Regions from separate parts of the Mus musculus genome. Here region 1 is linked to region 2. The links are chromatin contacts, called in public Hi-C maps. All regions are on one chromosome and are shown on one strand. Each heading gives the region's core, a stretch centred on a gene start, on an enhancer-like site or on the middle of the called end of the contact. The rest is flanking DNA. Distances are from core to core; before and after follow the strand shown.

Evidence for each region. A called contact is a pair of places that touch in the nucleus more often than the background predicts.
Region 1: a Hi-C map of liver shows a contact between it and region 2, with 9 times the contacts expected there. The contact joins two enhancer-like sites. A contact is called at or near these places in 2 of 484 Hi-C or Micro-C datasets (embryonic stem cells and liver) and 1 of 9 other capture datasets (liver).

Annotation. Positions count from the first base shown.
Region 1 is chr13:64,399,958-64,402,923 of GRCm38.p6, reverse strand. No RefSeq gene overlaps it. Among named protein-coding and RNA genes, the nearest start is that of Ctsl, 31 kb to the right of the region's middle. Within about 2 kb of position 1,608, at least 135 of the 459 cell types and tissues checked have an H3K27ac peak or open chromatin away from gene starts, as enhancers often do. A contact at or near this core is called in liver, where this site is marked.
Region 2 is chr13:64,182,393-64,185,092 of GRCm38.p6, reverse strand. Habp4 (hyaluronic acid binding protein 4) reads right to left here. Exons shown (of 8, transcript NM_019986.3): 7 at 335-520. Among named protein-coding and RNA genes, the nearest start is that of Habp4, 22 kb to the right of the region's middle. Within about 2 kb of position 1,337, at least 7 of the 459 cell types and tissues checked have an H3K27ac peak or open chromatin away from gene starts, as enhancers often do. A contact at or near this core is called in liver, where this site is marked.

The sequences.
Region 1 (2,966 bases), core at 359-2,858, 220 kb before region 2:
CGTCCCACATAAGAACTCACAGACACAGAGGCGACATGCACCGGTGGAAAAAAGACTTTCGATTGGCTACAAACTGTGTCTGAGTGGTCATATCTTGAAGATTACCTCTAACGTCTTGTGACAGGGCAAGATAGTGCAAAAGTTCCTCCCCTGAGACCATTTCAGGCTTCACTAGATTTTGATCTCCTTAATGGAGAATCCCATGGAAAATTATCCAGTTCTAGGAACTCAGGATCAGGTCAGGATGTCTCAGCTGGCTTACCATAGCCTGTTTGTGCGGAAACCCCCTACAGCTGTTTATCTTTGCTTCAGTTAAACTGCTTGCCTCCGCAAGGTCTACCCTTCCTCCAGGTCCCCAAGCTGCCAAGCAAGACTCCTGAACACGATTTCCACCTTCAACGGTGTTTTAGACACTTGGATCACATCAAGGTTCCCAAATACCTGGATGTGGTCCCAGATGGCTGGAATAAGTATTATCCAAAGGCTAAAAAACTGAGTCTGGGTGATAATCATCAGCCACTCCTACAGAAGTGCCTCCAGAAAATACTATGTCCTTGCTCTAACTATTGAGACTCTCTAAATTGTTATAGTCCCAAAGTCAACTCTGTCCTTGGACCTTGGCCTGCTAATTTACAAATACTGCTAAGTCAATTTACTCAGAATACCCCATCCACTGACCCCTCCCAGTCCAGACCACAAATCCTAATTTGCACTGGTGTCTAAGAAAGGAGCTCTTTCTACACAGAGTTCCCGTTTCCCTCATTGCAACAGTTCCCTGAACTGAATTTGCCTTCTTGGCTTTTAACTTCTGCTCTACCCCGCTTTCTCTGCTAGAGTCAGCACTGTGGGCTGTGATCTGGTTTCTGGGTCAGTTTTAATTCAAAACATCCTCCCAACTGGAAGAGGCTACCGAGAGGTTTCCTCAAGAAGAGGGAAGCACCTTCTAGAACAGTTTTGAAAAACACTGTGATAATCGCTACTCTGTGGGGTGTTTTGTCTCCTCCTGTGACTGAAAAAAAATCGCTGGATGTTTTTTTACCAGTCATAGTTCTGTATTTTAAATTCACCACCAATTACTGCTCAGATATTTCATCTGGAAAAGGTTGTTGTTGTTTTGTTGTTTTGAAACAGGATTTCTCTGTATAGCCTTGGCTGTCCTGGAACTCACTCTGTAGACCAGGCTGACCTCAACTCAGAGGGATCTACCTGCCTCTGTCTCCTGAGTGCTGGAATTAAAAGTGTGTGCCACCACCTCCCAGCTAAGAAGAGACTTTATAAGAGGATTGTTACCAGAAAACATTTTACACAACTTCACTAAGCACATCATGTTCCAGGATGGACAGGATGAATATCCTGACTTATAAAAAACAAAACAAAACAAAACAAAACAAAAAACAAAAAACCTCCCATTCTTTCTTTCTAGTGGCTCATGCAGACAGCAGCTTAGAAAAAAAAATATTTTTTAGGGTTAATATCATTGCAAAGAACAACTTGTTTTACCATTGTGTGGAGTGTCCCAGAAGGAAAGTACAGTCCCTCTAAGTCTGTTGTTGCAAACTGGGGCCAATCTGGAGAGCTAGAAATAACAGACTTCATTGAGCCATCTCAAAATGAGGTCAGGAGTCCAGTCTGCCAGGAATGAGTGGGGTGCTCATGGTCCCATGAAGCACCCGCCTGAACTTGTGAATTTTGGCAGACATCACAAGAAAGGAATGCAACTAGTTTTTGTACCAGTGGAATGAGACGCCTGAAGCAGAAGGCTCCATTAGAAAACAAGCCCTCTCTTGTGGGCGTCTGTGTATAACTCACACAGTGCCCCCACCCCGCTCCACCCCCACCCCCAGCATTTATGCAAAGACTCCGTCAGGCTGCTTCTCCATCTTTAGGATCAAAGTTGGAGTTTTGTTTATCAAAACTGGCTTGCCTTGACTTTCGTCATACACTTTGTGCTGAAGCTGAAATAGCCAACAGCAAACAGTATCATGTTCCAGGGGAGGCTCCCATCCAGGCAATCAGAATGCCAGAATCAGGAGGAGTTCCCCTCACAAACACCCTCAGCTCCTGCTATAACCACCAAGCTTCAATCGAGCAGAACCCCACAACTGTATACCAAGCTCAGGTGGTAACCAAAGCTTTCCCAAGCCCAGTACGCTTGTTATTTCTGGAGTCCAGATAAACCCACTGAAAATCAAGTTTATAGACCACAAGATTATCAATCTTTCCTCCCCCCACCCCACGCACCCCCATGGTGAGGTGAGAGGGATCTTGTGGCTGCCAGGCAATTGCTGGACTGCTGACCTACAGCCCTAAACTTATTAGCCTCTGAGGGTCTCACACTCAATAGTGATGAACTTCGAAATTCTAGAAGCAGCTAGAGACGCCTTCCCTTTTCATGTTACATGCCTTTTTTTCCCAGAGGTTCTAAAAACAAAAAGGTATATAAATTATATATAAGCATCCTTTTTGGAACTGATTTTATTTGTGTGTGTATATGTCATCTGTACCTCCTCTATTATATTGATTTTATTTTCTGAGACTGTGACTCTCGCTGACTCTGCGGCTCAAGCCCTCTGAAGTCCTCCCGTCTCTGTTTCCCCAACACCAGGATCATGCCTCAGACATGGCTTTTCACATGTATTCAACATGGAAAGTCACGTTGGGAAGAAACAAAAATGTCCATCTTGGGGCACCAACATGGTGGTTAGATTTAAACAGACCAAGAGAAGATACGCAACTCAGCAGTCTTGGTCAAGCATTCTTGCCTATGATTGTCTCGGCTCCAGTCTCTCCAAGGTAGTCTGATAAGTGTGTGAACTTCCTTCCTGAGAGGCAAGTTCCTCCTCTGACTGACTCCAGGACTTCAGCCATTCATTAACTCTTTGAGGTTCAATGTTTTAGTAGCCTAGTACCTCAAGTGTCTTTCTTTAAAATATCTTCTCTTCTGATGGGAATATGGTTACAGGCTG
Region 2 (2,700 bases), core at 88-2,587:
CACCAAGGTAAGCAAAGGATGAAGTCACACAGCTTCTCACGGAGAGCTAGTGTTTTAGGTAAAGACATGAAGTGGGGAATTTAAGTCATAGAAGTCCAGTGTTAAGCAAGGTTTTTCTGGAAAGAGCTCTCTCTGCCATGAGCCTCAGCGTGACAGGCAGATGTGACACCCGTGGCCCGCCTGAGAGAATTGTGATTATGTCAGTAAAGTGACACTGTTCAAAATTGCTCCAGATCAGACTCTAGGAGGCAACCACAAAATCAGACCACTGTAGCCCAAAGCAGTTGCCCTCTCCTTCAGCAAGCCGTCAGGGATTTACAATACAGCCACTTACCACCACTTCTGCACGGGGGCCATAGTTCTCTGTTCTTCTCATTCTCCCTCGGCCTCCCCGGGTGCTGCCTCTGGCTCCCCGACCAGGGCGAGGGAGGTTACCAAAGTTAATCTCCAGCTGGGATGTGATGTCATTGGCAGCTTTCCGGAAGACGTGAGACTCATCCTCATAGTCCTCCTTCACCATCTGAAAGAGTTATAGGGTCAGACGGGCACAGGCGCAGCCATCTCCACAGATGCACATTTTTAATGTGCTGCCCTGGTGGTCTGTGTGACCCTGTGGACTAGGAAGACCCTGGATGTGTCCCAGCCCTGAACACTAAGACACTGTCTAACACAAGCAAAACAATACTTCAGACTGGCATGAAACTTTGGCGATCTTGCACTCAGGGTCCCAAGCACCGGGAATATATGCATCAGATCCTAGTTAGTCTATTCAGGTAGAAGTAAGTCCTGCTGGATGCGGTGGCTCGCGCCTTTAGTCCCAACATTTAGGAGACTGAGGTAGGTGAATCTCTGAGTTTATGAGTCCAGCTTGGTCTACAGAGTGAGTTCCAGGACAAGCAGGACTATACAGAGATACCCCGTCTTGAAAAAACAAAACCACAAAAGATTTGGCTCATGCTTTTTAAGAACAATCCCTGGCTAAATTCTGCAATGACCAGAAGATTAACATAAAGACATTCACTTTATTGAAACCAAACTAATGAAGCTCGGTGACTCAGCTAACTTGGTTACCTCAAATATTCCAATAGATCTCTGGAGCCAGGAAGATGGATCTGATGTGGTTTGAGGAACTGGCTTCTATTTTTACCTGTTTCCCAGCCTGATGGCACAGTGGTTTCACAGGAAGCTTTATCCTGTCTCTGGTGGAACATCCCAAAACGTGTTAGTAATGTGTCTTAGACTTTGAACTGACCAAATAGAGGACAGTGAGTATGCTGTGTCACCAGTCATGACTGACCAAAGTGCACCTGGAAACTGCCATGATGTGGATCTCAAAGGACCCATAGTGATGGTCTTGGCGGGTGGTGCAATCGTAAAGAGGTGAGGCATGATAGAGGCTGTGTTCTGGATAGAGACACTTGGACACGTGGCTGGTTTTGGGCCACAGTCTGGCAAGCAAATAAGGTTTTCTGCCATCTGTTTGCATTTTTGATGTGACAGGCCCAAAGCCACTGGGCCACACAACCTGAGGCTGAACCAAAGCTTTTCTCACTATAAATGACCTCAGGCATTTTTCAACAGTGCTAGAAATCTAACAAACTTCTGACTGCAAGTCAGGGAGTAATATCCAGCAGGGAAGACGACTGTTCATCACAGCCATCTGCATGGTTTCATGCTGTGACTGACAACAGGAATTCTTACATTCTACACCCGGGTGCTTCAGAGTTCCTTTAACTTCAGCAACAAACAAACAAATGCAATTAAATGACTGATGCTTTTCCCTGGAATATCTCGGTTCAGGCATCTGGTAAAAAGTCTGATGTTGGTCTCTGGAAACAGAACCACGTTGGTAACGTGCTTGCATAGGGACTTGAGTTTATATGCCCAACACTCAATCAAAAAGCTGACTGTGGCAGGGCACATCTATAGCTGCAGCACCAGGGAGGCAAAGACAGTCTTCTTGGAGCTCACTAGCCAGTCTAGTTGCATTGGTGAGGCCCAGGTTCACTGAGATCTTGTCTCGGAAAATAAAAGTGGAGAGTGACAGGCACACGTGTACACACACAGGGATAGAGCTGTATAGAAACCATGCAGAACAATAAGGTCTGCACAACACTGAAGTCCTTAATAATGCCTTCAGGACAGCTGGTTGTGGAATGGTGTCTGACCGTGCTATCAGCAGGCCAGGGGCTTCTCTTTTGTTTCTAGAGCTGGGCAGAGGAAGCAGGGCTATTAAAATACTGTACAAAGGGATCACAGAACTTATGTTCCCAGCTATTGCTTCAACTGATCAACTGACCCATTGGAAGATAAGCACTCATGGTGGTGCACAGCTCAGGGTGCTGAAGCAGGAGGATAGTTTTAATACCAGACCAGGTGACACACTAAAGTCTAAAACCAAAGGACCTGAGAGGATTGCATTCTGATCATCAAAAGGCAGAGCCAGTAATGTTCAAAACATCTCCTCTGTGCCTCTTTCACTGAGAGACCAGACTTTCAAGGCTTCCAGAGAATGTGTAGTACCTGACTGTGCACATGCCAAGTTCTAGTCCTTTCCATCATCCTTGATGAAGCTTGAACAGAAACAAGAATGCCAAGCGGCAGGCCAGCAAGATGGCTAAGTGGGCACCAAGTCTCTATTCCTGACAACCACAGGTTTGACATGTACTCCTCAAATACAAAATAAATGTTTTGGTGGTG